Linked DNA regions of Macaca mulatta: region 1 is linked to region 2. The links are chromatin contacts, called in public Hi-C maps. All regions are on one chromosome and are shown on one strand. Each heading gives the region's core, a stretch centred on a gene start, on an enhancer-like site or on the middle of the called end of the contact. The rest is flanking DNA. Distances are from core to core; before and after follow the strand shown. Region 1 holds the start of EEIG2 (EEIG family member 2). Region 2 holds the start of PRPF38B (pre-mRNA processing factor 38B).

The links. Hi-C and Micro-C count contacts between places; a contact is called where the count stands out from the background.
Region 1: a contact with region 2 is called in a Hi-C map of fetal cortex germinal zone, with 2.2 times the contacts expected there. The contact joins the promoter of EEIG2 here to the promoter of PRPF38B in region 2. A contact is called at or near these places in 2 of 14 Hi-C or Micro-C datasets (blood and fetal cortex germinal zone).

What each region holds. Positions count from the first base shown.
Region 1 is chr1:131,750,131-131,756,156 of T2T-MMU8v2.0, forward strand. EEIG2 (EEIG family member 2) reads right to left here and starts at 3,943. Exons shown (of 11, transcript NM_001261603.1): 1 at 3,722-3,943. The coding sequence starts at 3,858.
Region 2 is chr1:131,619,850-131,626,304 of T2T-MMU8v2.0, forward strand. It overlaps PRPF38B (pre-mRNA processing factor 38B), which reads right to left and starts at 4,146. Exons shown (of 6, transcript XM_028830952.2): 1 at 3,583-4,146; 2 at 676-744; 3 at 246-397; 4 at 89-163. The coding sequence starts at 100.

The sequences.
Region 1 (6,026 bases), core at 2,693-5,192, 130 kb after region 2:
GCTTCCTAATTTGTCTCCCTATCTCTAATTTCCCCCCCACCCAACCTTGAATACAAATAGCATCAGCCTATCAGCCAGGTTAAACACCACTTTAATCACACAAGTCAGTTCAAGAATCTTGGGTTTAATTTTACCCTGAAAGCAACTCTCATTTGTAGAAAGAGAGTAGAAAGAAACTCTTTACAATGGTATTCAAAGTGTTTCTCTAATCTGGTCTTCTGCTTCTGTCCAACGTGAACGCTCTGCAATCAGGCTGATCTATCATCAACTCTTATTAATGACTTGCTCAAGCTGTCCTCCCACCCTCACTTTGTCAATGCAAATTCATCCTCCCAGCGTGCTCCACTGAAATACCAATGTGGTTGTTAGTAACCATTACAGTTATAAATAAACTCTTTTGCTTTAGAATTTCAACAACACTCATATATTGTCTGATCCATTCATTGGGCACTAAGTCACACTGTCTTCTACTGTCAAGCAATTATACATCTATGATCTAATTTCATTAGAAGTAATTCCCTTGTGGATCCTCATATTTGTTGTACTTCTCACAATCCCAGATGGAGAGCCATAAATAGAAACCTGGTAAATGCTCAACTAATATTTGGTGAACAATAAATGATCTGCATGTTTAGTTGTTGTACAAAGCCAAATATATTAATATATATATCAAATGTATATGACCTATATATATTTGGGTCTATTTATATCTATATCTATATATGTAATTTTCTGTGTGCCTCTAAGGCTTTTCTGTAGCAAGATGAGTATTATTTTATATAGGTTCATCCATCGGGGAGTCTGCAAGACTAATCCTGAATTTGGTGATTCATTAGGACTCACAGGCCTCAGCATACAGTCCCACTCATGGCTAAGATTTACTACAATGTAAAGATACAAAGTCGAATCATCACACACTTAATCTCCCTAGCAATCAATTGTGATGTGCTGTCTAACAGGGAAACTCACAAGAGACTCAATACCTAAAATTCGTATTAGGGCCGGTCATGCAGGCTGCCTGGCAAGAACCAAAATTCCAGACGGAATTTAGCATAAACCACTCTGTACAGTCTAGGCATAGTGAGCCACTCTTATCATTTAGGTAGTTTTATATCATGTATGGAACCATTTACCATTCAAGCTCCCAGATGCCAGCCAAGGGCCAGCCACGAACATAGGCCTTTCTAAGAATAGTAGTCTTGAGCCTGCTATGTTACCTCTTTTCTATGTAACTCATTTCATATTTTCACAGGAGAAATGTTACAGTGTTAATTATACGTGACTTTTAAGAGGCACATAGAGCAATTTTTAAAAAGTTAAAATCTAGCGTTCAATTAGAGATGCACTGCCTTGACTGGCACCCACTAATTAAAAGTTCTGTGATTTTGAAATAATTCACTTCCTTTAGATATTTCAGATTTTCTTTCTTTCTTTTTTTCTTGTAATATAAGGCCTCCTTCTCAAACCAACAATTTTGTAGTTGTTAGGATAAAGGAATCAAATATAACATCTAAAGCAATTGGACCTTCTTGGACAAGTCCCTGGTCTCCTCTTTAAGTGCCAACTGGATGCTAAAGCACTGTTTAGGTGTTTTGGGCACATCATCTCACTAAATCCTCACACCACCACATGTCAGTGATGGTTTCCATTCCACATACAGAAGTTTTGGGACTCTAAGTAACCCATCCAGGTTTACCATTGTGGAACTGGGGTTTAAGCTTAGACCCACCACATTCCAAACCCTTGCTCTTAGCTTTACACCAACTATCTCTACCTAATGTCAAAGGCACAGGCTCCTTATTATGAGTCATTTCCCTCACACTATATGGCTTTTTGGTTTGGCTATACAGAGCACTATTCCTAATCTTACTTAAAATCAAATTGATCAAAGTCAAATTTTAGTTGGAAGAAAAAGGCGTGAGTTTAACCCAAGATACTCAACTTTTTCATTTCTAAGTCTTGCGGAGTATACTTCTTGCTCATTAAAGTCATTAGGAAGCTCCCTATTCAGAAACTTTCATATATGGCACACGATTTACTCCTTTATCTGGCATCACCCTGTTTGAAGTTACACAGACCTGATCAGAATCTGGCATCGCACTTACCAGCTGAGGTGACCTTAGGAAAGTGAGTTACGCTTTCTGAGCCTCAGTTTATTTATCTACAAAATGGGACCCCTACCTTATAGACTTGCTGTGAGAATTAAATAGGATAATATATTTAGAAGCCAACATATATTGGCTGAATAAATGACTGCCTACAACGAAAGAATAACTGACTCGTGGGAAGTAAGTCAAATTAACATAACTGAGGTAGGAAGGAAGCCCGGTAGACAAATGCCCTGACCACCAGGTGTCACTACTGGCCCAGGAGCGCCAGTCTAACTGCCTGATATAGGGGGTGGGATCCTGCAGAAAAACAGTCTAGGCCTCAGGGCAAGACTGTCACCTGCACCAACAGGACCTTCACGAATTGGCTTAGGCTTTTTCACAACTAGGAGACGGTCCAATATTTTTTTTTGCACCAAAATAGGTTACATTCTTCTCTAACAGGTGTTTAAAATACTTAGCTGAATATCTACTGATGTGTCACCACAGTTTAATTTTAAAAACTGTCTTCAGCAAACTATTAATTTCATATATCCTTTGGTTTAGCCAACTAGACATTTTCTGGCTTCCATAGCCTTCAATATGGCCCCAGAAGACAAGTTTCTGGCCCCAATTCCACAATCCAGTGACATTATTTCCTTTACATTATAAATGGGATGACTGAATTTTTTTTTTAAGTAGAATATTTTTAGGGCAAAAATAAAGTCTAAGACCAGTATATATGGGCAAAATAAACATTAACTTTTAACCCTTCTTGATCTCAGGAACTGCAAAGTTCATTAAAAAAATTGTTTTCTCTCTATATACATATTTAAAGAAAGCACCTTAGGGTACATCTGTCAACCTGTGAGTAGCTCTGAAATTACTCAAGAAACACTGCCACACCTATTATTAATGCCACACCTATTATTTAATAGCTTCATTCTGTAACCTGCTAATGCCTCTCTCTGGGAGTGCCCAGGGGCTCATTTTAAAATGAGGGCTGGGCCTGGGCTACCCGTCTGGCTCTAAGCTCTCCACAAGGAGATCCACTAGTGGCCGCTTCAAGACTAATTCATCCAGCATTAGCGTCTAACTGGAGACGCCGCTCTCTGATGAGGCACAGACTGTTGTTTCGTCTGCCAGGAGCACTTGACTCAAGTCAAGCCCGGCCAGGCCTACCCCAGTCTCAGACTGGGTGGCCAAGTCCCCGTGTAACCTACAAGGGAGAAAGAATTGTGCTAAGCCTAGGTTTCTGTTCAGAGCTGGGCTCTTGGAACTCCAGCAGTTTGTGTTATTTTTGTTTTTAACAGCTCAAGTTCTACTTTGCATTTCACAAATATGGACATGTCTTAAGAGAAACCAGAAGCATCCTCTCTCTCCGGCCATTGCTCCCATTTCTAGAGGATTTGGGAGGGAAGAGCAGACACCAGGCACCATCTGGAGTCAGGAGCGCAGGAGCCAAGGCCAGCTGAGAAGAACCCATTTGCAAAGCACTTTGCAGATCAATAAATTCGACTGATTTCAGAGCGGTCCCTAGGGAAAGGCGAGCAAATGGGCCAAGGAGAGATGCTGCCTATCCAACAAGCCCTGGCCAAGCAGACACGGGCGAGGAGGCGCGGGAGGCGAGTTACCTGGAGGACTCGGCGGTGAAGCTGCCGCCGTCCAGCAGCCGCATCTTGCAGAAGAGGACCCCATTGACGAAGGGCACTGAGGAGAGCTCCTCGAGCTCGAAGTCCACCTTAAACTTAAACTTCTTCTTCTTCATCATCGTGAGAGCCAGGCGCCTGCAAGCTGGGCGCACGGCCGGGCGCCGCCGCCTCAGCTTGGCCGAGCCCTGGATCCGCCCAGCCCCATGGCCGGGGCCGCGAGCTGCGCGCGGGGGCGCGGCCGGGGGGCGCCGCAGGCCGGCCGCGGCCGGGGCCGCTGCCGCCGCCTCTCGCGGCAGCCTGGGCCGGAGCGCGGCGGCAGCTGCGGCGCGGACCCCGACCGCCCGCGGGGAGCGGTCGTACTGCAGCTCGCCCGGAGAGGTGAGCGCCCTTTCGGTGCGCAGCTCGCCGCCGCCGCCGCCTCCCGTCTGGGAGTCGGGAGAGGAGAGGCTCGAGGAACCGCCGCCTCAGCGCCTCGGGGGTCGGGGGCGCCCCCAGCGGCCGCGGCCTGCAGCGCACGGCGGGGCGGAAGCGGGAGGACGGGCGGGGACTTTGTGGGCGGGCGCGGGCTTGGCCGCGGACTCTAACCCGCGACGGCAGTTAGCACGTCACGCCTTTCTGGGGTTAAAAAAAGACAAACCCGAGAGAGAAAGCTTCCTTCTACCGCTTCCTCTCCGGCTTTCTTTTGAGCTTTTGCACCGCCTCCTTTCTCCCCCACCCCCTCCAGTGGTTTCTTTCCTTTGGGGTTGAGAGTCATGGGTTAATAGAGGCAATTAAAATCTCAGCGTTGTTTTGGTCAAATTGAAATCCTAAAACTAAAATTTCCTTTAGGTACTCTAAATTCACGAGCCTTCAAATATAAAAGGAAGATAAGGTAAGAAAAGGGAAAATGATGTATTGAGGGCCTATCAAGTGCCCAGGCACCATACTGCTGCAGGCACTTTCTTTCGGGTATAGCTTAGCTAGTTCCTGTCACCCAGGACAAAAGATAAAAGAGCAAAGAAGCAGTTAAAATAATACTTTCCCTTTAAAAATTTGTCTGTCTATACTGAGAACTGAAATGCTTAAAATCAAATTCTGCAGGGAACCTGGCGTGATGTCGCGCGCCTGTAGTCCCAGCTACTCGGGAGGCTGAGGACGGAGGTTAGCCTGAGCCGGGAAGCGGAGCTTGCAGTCATCCAATATCGCACCACTGCACTCTAGCTTGGGCAGCAGAACGAGACCCGGTCTTAAACACAAAACAAAATTATCAGGGCAGGCTTAAAACACACACACACACACACACACACACACCCCCCAAAAAACCTCCCTAGATGAATAACAATTACCTGCCTTCTATAATCATGCATATATTGTTACAATGAATGTTGTAAAGTTGGTTACGTGATGTTCATGTTTTTAAACTGAGTTATTGTCATTTTCACTAAGATTCTGTCACAGTAATCTCTGAAAGGGTTTAATTGAAAAGATTTTCTTTCTCAGTTTACTCATTTACTCCTTCATTCATATTAAAAATTTTAAAAATTGCCTAAAGGCTAGACCCAATAACCAAAAGCCAGTAACTGCCCTCAAGAATTTTACAATCTAGTGAGGAAGATATGTTTAGACAGGTCATTAAAAAAACAAAACCTAGCACCAAGTTATGTAGAACTCAGAGAAACAATTGATTGAAATTAATCAGTTTTTTGAATTTCAAAGGATGAAAATGATTTGGGACAAAGTGGGGTAAGGTGTTCCAGGAGAAAGAAATAAAAAAATAAAGACTCAGAGGCAAAAAGACTCAGAGGCAGGTTCGGGGGTGGGGATTGGTAATGGGTAAAGCTTCTTACCCTGCAGGACAGGGGGCAAAGACAGTGAGATGCATTAGGGGACTTTGAGGTTTGTCATTTAGAGCACTGGATGAATGTTAATTTCATTGACTGAAATTGAAAGCAGGAGGAGGGCAGGTTGGGAATGGAAGAGATAATGAGTCTTTATGGGATTTGCTTGCAGTACATGTAGAGAGAGAGAGGCAGCCTTAGCTCATAAAAATGCATTGGGAATTGAAAATATACGTTTGGAAATTGAGGTAATCACTGATAGCTGAAGCCCAAAAGGTGGATAAGGATGAGTTCCTCTGAAGAATATTTAAAGGGTAGACAAAGAGGAGGTTGTGAAGGTGCATAAGAACAAGCAGTTAAGAGAAAAAGGAGATGAAGAAAGAGATGGCCTGGAAGCCCAGAGAGTTTTAATCATGTAACATTCATAGTTACAAAGTTCCGTTGTGTGCCAGGCACTATGCTGTTTACTA
Region 2 (6,455 bases), core at 2,896-5,395:
ACTACAGGAAATTCTTGAAGACATTAAACCACCAATAAATAAAAGATAATAAAAATATGAGAGTAATCAGAAGAAAACAAATTATTACCCTTGTTGACATACCTCTTCATCATCAAGGAAGGATTCAAACCAGTCCCATAGATCTGTAGGGGGCTGTGTATATCTAGAATTACAAAAGACTATTATTAAACATATGTGAATTAAAATGAGATATTTCCTGGAAATGTACATAAATGCACGCTCACCTTATATACATAAATCCAAGAGCTCTAATATATGGAGAGTCTGTGTGTGTTATAAGACCCATCACTTGCTTTCGAGTTAACTTCAGGGTAAATAATTTGTATAACAGGCAAAATGCTGTAGAAACAATTCCTCCTGTTCCAACACCTCGAACCTTTAGGGGAAACAAGAGTTAAGAAAAAGCAGTAAAATAATTAACAGACTCTTAACACCAATTGATTAATCCTGTTAGGTATTAATAACAAGCCATAATCCAGAACTAAGAAACAAGCATTAAAAAGTAACACTTTTCTAACCCTATTTCACTGAACACTTGAATTTAGATTAAAAAAATTGTCACTCAAGTATATAATTGACAGGCCTCTAGTTCTCTAAATATAAACTTAGTTATCAGAAACAGAAAAACTGAAAAATGCACGTACTTCTACTTACCCCTCCGCACATCCCTGTCTGGCCCGCTGTTTTCCTGCTTCCTTTCTCCCATGGTTCAACGTGCGTGACCTGAAAATAGAAAAGAGGAACACAACAAACATTCATACTTTGAATTTGTTTAAAAGCCTGATAAAAGTATACCCAAGTCCATAATAGAGCAGCTCTTCCAAAATTATTTTGGCATTAAGTATATGTTTACTGACATTAAGTGTGTAAATCATTTTTGGAAAAACTGCTTAGACATTTAAACAACACCCAAAAGCTACTAGGGTTTAACAAAACCTTAATAGCTTTGCAGAGGAGAAATCCCACTAAACTGGCCTTATAAAGAGCTGATATCTATATCTGGGAGTCAGAAAATTTCTATAGTCTCCCTTGGTTGCAAAAACTATTTGGTAATATTTTAACTTTGATAATATTTGATAATATTTTAACTTATGAGTTGCTTTTAAAACATTTTCCTTTAAAAATGGATTTAAGTCTCCAATTTAAAGCAAAAAGTATTAATGAAGTTTAAGCATTAATTTGAAATACTTGAAAATACCTTTAGTAGTTCAATTTTATTGTAATTTAAAATCTACATTATAAAATTAAGGAAAATTACTGGAAAAATCTCTAAAACAGTAACAGGTTACTTGTGATGCAAAATTATGGAACTTTTTATTTGTACATTTTTTCCACCAGGGTCAGGTTTATTCCTGATTAAAGATAAAATTACAAAGGCCACACTTACAGAGATCATTGTTGTAATTAAGCTTCAGCCTAATTATGTGTGAACCAATCCAATTATTCCCCAGAATATAAGTTGTGTCAAAAACTGAGTGTGACTAGTCACAGGCATATACTAAGTATCATCAAAGATGATACAGTATCATATTTGCTATAAGGAACATCTTACAAAAACCATTCCTTATCTAAAAATAGCAACAACAACAACAAAAGAATATTAGCTCTATAATAGAATCCAAAAAGGCCTTTTGGGAAGACCCATTTTTGTTTTTTTAAAAACATACAAAAAAAATCCTGTTTTTTCACTACGTATTTCTAAAATTCTATTTCCACCCGCACATGGTAAATTTTGTAGTCCTGAATAATGGCTTCAGATAGAAAATCATGCATTTAAGTTTAAGCACTACACTATTTCGCAGTGCTTTAACGTTTCCTTTACTCCCCACAGACTGCTATGTAAAAGATGTTTCAATTCCTTAAAAGCTAGCCAAAGTCAGGGTTGGATGCATACAAAATAAAATTACAACGTTGGAAACTTACATATTTCAGTGAGTATTTGATCTGAACGTCTTAAGTCCTGATAATATTAGTAAAAAGCTGGGTCTATTAGTTTTTTAACGGAATTTAAAAACAATTCCTGGTAGAATCTTGTTTCAAAACACATTTGAAACTTAAAAACGAGACTTTCCTCTATTACATTAACATTTTGCCTATGTTAGAAAACAGAACCTGCCGCAAAAAGAGCAGGAACCCAATTTTCAACTGCTTAAAGTTTACTGCATAAATAAAGCTAAGGATTAAATGTTATTCACCATACTGTATCCGTACTAAAAAGGTCTTACCTTTTAAAAGCTAAAAAAACTAATTCATAAAATTATAATCAGACCTACTCTCGTAAGAGGATTCCAAATTTATCTGTGTACTTTATCAACCCAAAGTTGAACTGTATTCCTCAAGATATGTTTTCTATAAAAAGCAACTAATCTCTCAAAATCCTTCAATAACCTAATTACTCAACTGGGGGAAAAGGTGGGCAAAACGAAAGAGAATGTCCTTTTGTTACCATCTCTACACATACGTTCAAATGACAGAAAACACTTTGTGTGGTCTGTCGAGTTTTTAAAAGTCAATATAGACAAAAATGGATTGTATATTAGATGCCCGGATAAAATAGTTAAAGACCATTAAGGCTATTATTAATTTTCTTTAAAATAGAAATTAACCTTTGGAGGCCTGGAAGGTATTTTTTACACTACCTAATTTGCAGGGAACTGGAAAAAGCCTACCTAATTGGTGAAGGACCAAAAGCAATGGCCAAAAAAAAAAAAAAAAAAAAATCTAATTAGCCGTTCATTTAACCAGGGAAATGCATTTATGGCGATTGAGCATGATTAATAGTGCATACCTCTACCTGCGACCCTGGGCTGCTCCGAGCCTCGCTGCAAGACTGAGTCAATCCTGCTAACGAAACAAGAACTGAGACAAGAGTGCAGTGAGGAGGCGCCAGGTGAGCTCCCCAGCACAGCCAAGCCAGCACCGACCCTGCCGCAGAAGCCCAGGGCCCAGATAATTCTAAATTAGCCCAATGCACAGGTGGCTGAGACCTCTTACTCCTGACTTCCTGCTGGGAAAATTTCCAGGCCTTCTGTACACCTCTTGAAATGGCACCTCTCCACCCTCATCCCCCCAACCCCACCCGACACACACGCACTGACCATTTCCCTGTCTGGATCGGATAGTGAGTACCAACAACACGAGGCCAATACTGAAGTCATTACACGCCCTGGCCAGGGGTGAGCGGGAGAAGCACCAACAAGTTGGCGCTCAGTAGATCCACGTCAAAAGGAATAATTTTAAAGCTGTAAACTGGAAAGGCTTCTGTTACTCTTTCCTCCTCTCCCCAATCCCTCTTGCCGAACTCCCCCCAGGGGTGGGCAGAAGGTTGGGGGAGGAGATCAATAGTGGCGGGCTCTCCCGGCTCTAAAAATCTAAAATGGAAACGAGAGGGCGGCCCCAGTCCGACCCCTCCCAGAGAAGACTACAGGCCGCAGCTCCCCCTCCGCCGAACCACCTTCCCCCACCCACAAATCTTCAGATTTCGGGGGCCGCCTTCGCCCGTTTCCTCCATAGCCCCTCTTCCGAACTTACCCCCAAAGCCAAGGCCTACACGCTTCGTACCTTAAAGTAGATCTCGTCCACCACCTCGTGGTAGGTCTTGAGCTCGTAGAGCTGTACTTTGAAGTAAGGCGACGACAGGATGTTGGTCAGGATCATGGGGTTGAGGTTCATGGTCTTCTCGTTGCCCCAGAGCGGGAGCACATTGCCCTGCTTGCCCGAGACCGCCGGCTTGGTAGCGCCGCCGCCGCCGCACTGCTGCTGTTGCTGAGCCGCAGCAGCGGCCGCCTGGTGCTGCGGCTGCGAGTTGCCTGTCAGCGCGGGGCTGTTGTTAGCCATGTTGCGGCGGAAGGAAGGAGGGAGGGAAGGAAGGAGGGGGGGGAGGGGGCCAAGCTCGATCTCGCTCTTCGGGACAACGGTCTGGGACCCTACTCCATGGAACGTCGTCGGGAGAAGGGGCCGCCTTGCTGTGCCCCAGCCGGGCAAGAGAGGGCACCCAGGGCGCCGACAAAAGGACCCCGGGCCGAGAGCAAACAGCGAAACCCAGTCCGCGAGAACTCCACGCAGAAGGGGAGCCGGCGGCAAGTGAGATCGATCTCTTCCGCCAACTGCCCCTGGGAACAAGATGGCGGACCCGGCGGATATGACGCCACGCACCCCAGCGTTCCAAGCTGAACTGCCGGCCAATCAGAGACGCCCAGGTGGGCTGGAGCGTCCTCTTCCTAGTTCCCCGCGTTCTCTGCACCTGAAGTCGCTGCAGTGACCTCCCTACCTGACTCTTAGGGGATTTCCCCTGAGAATTTGGGGGCCGGGGGAGAGGGTGGTAGGCTTAATCCGTTGTTGTTGTATTTTGACTGGGGGCTTGATTTCTTTTGTCGAGAGCTGAACCAGAAAGGGTTCGCATGGCTGCGATGTGCTTGCTAATATCGTGACTCTTGACTCCTGCAGAGTATCCGAGAGGGTCTCCTGGCGTCTGTTTTAAGGTTCTCTGGAAGGGACAATGGTCAGGGACCCCACTCCTCCGGGAGATTCTGATCAAAGGTCACGTCCTTCGCCAGCCTCTAGTGTCCAGCCAGAGGTCTTAAATTTATTCAACCGTAAGATTGAGATAACATCTGCCTGGGCTGTTGAGAGCACTGAAAAAGCTAATATACTTGTGGCGCTTAGTAGACTGTTCCAGGCATCTGGTAGGCGCCTTTTCTTTTCTCCCTGCTCTGGATCTTTCGATTCTAGGAATGTGTTCGGAGTGGTAAACATTGGGTGAGATACTGTGAAATGGGAATGGGGGTGTGAATGTGTGGGGAGTTTGAACGTTGCAATCTTAACTTCAGTGGCGCATACACAGAGGAGAAGAAAAGAATGACGATGGAAACTTTGGGGAAAATCCCATCTGGATGAAAATAAACCAGGAGGAGAGAGAGAAGACAAGCAGAAAAGTAGGTAAACCAAGAGACAGTTGTATGACAGAATACAAGGAAACAGAAAAAAATAAATAATGAATTGAGTGACTGATTAATGTTTAGAGCTGTACAGTACAAAAGTGGTAATCCTGTCCAGTTCCTTTGTTTTAGGTTGCAAGAGAACTAGAACCCTAAGAGGAGAAGCAGTTTTCACCTTCTTAGTAGTAAATCTTGTTTTTCTCTATAGTGGTTTTTATTAACTTCCAAAGGAAAACTGAAGATCCTAACCCCTGTGTCATGAGTTACCACGTTAGAAGTCCATAGAAAAAAATTTTTTTGAACCCATTTCTTACTTTTTGTGTATATATATTTTGCCTTGATAATAATAGTTTATTGAGTTTATTGAGTGACACATTGCCTAATCGTATGGCTTATTTTTAATTCCTCAGATACATGATCTTTCTGTATAGTCTTAAACAGTCTTTACCCCTAGTCACTTTGGATGAAAAGCTTGGTAGAGAGGTTGAGTTTGATATCTAAGTGTCAGTGGCATCAAACTCAGGGAGCCAGGTATTATGATAAAGTGCTTAACATATTCAATGAATCCCTACAACAGGCTGAAGATGTTATTTTTATCACCATTTTAAAAAATGTTTATTCACTTGTAATTGAAGACCTCTACGCTGCACATATATAAAGCTGTAAGTTTGGTTTGATCAGTTTTGACATATATGTATACCCATTAAACCATTACTACAATAAAAATAATCTTCCGTCATTCCCAAAAGTTTTCTTGTGCCCTTGTAATCCATCTCTCTTTCCAACTTCATACCGAAGCAACCACTTTCTGTCAATAGAGACTATTTTGCATTTTCTTGAATCTTAAATAAATGAAATACACAGTGTTCTCTTTTTTTGCCTCCTTATTGCATGTATCAGCAGGTTGTGTTTTTTTTAAATTACTGATTAGTATTCCATTGTATTGATTTATCACAATTTTATTTATCTAATCATTGATGGGCACAGCATTTTCATTTGTAATAGCCCCAAATTAGAAATAACGCAAAGTGTTAAAAATGCTGTGAACATTTGTGACTAGACAGTGTGGACTTTTTTTTTTTTTTTTTTTTTTGAGACAGAGTCCCACTCTGTTGCCCAGGCTGGAGTGCCCTCTTTCAGCAGGAAGTAGCCAGATGGACTTGACACCCCTCTTCACTATGCTATTTTCTCTTTCTTGAGACCATGATATGCAGCAGGCAGACACGAGCATGGGGGAATATAAAGGGTCCAAGATATTTGTCAGGGGAAAATGAGCAGAGCAAAATCACCTGGTGACCATCCAGTAGGCCCTGGAGACAAAAACTTCTTATCTGAGGATTTCAAAAGTAATTAGACTTCCCTATTATCTAACACAGGCATCTGGTTCCAGTTTTTTCCCCCCCAAATTTATAAGTAACTAGAATTTCTATATATCCCTCTTGAATGCATGCATATCAAAACTCATCGTGTGACCCTTGCTGACATTAAGGCACCAGA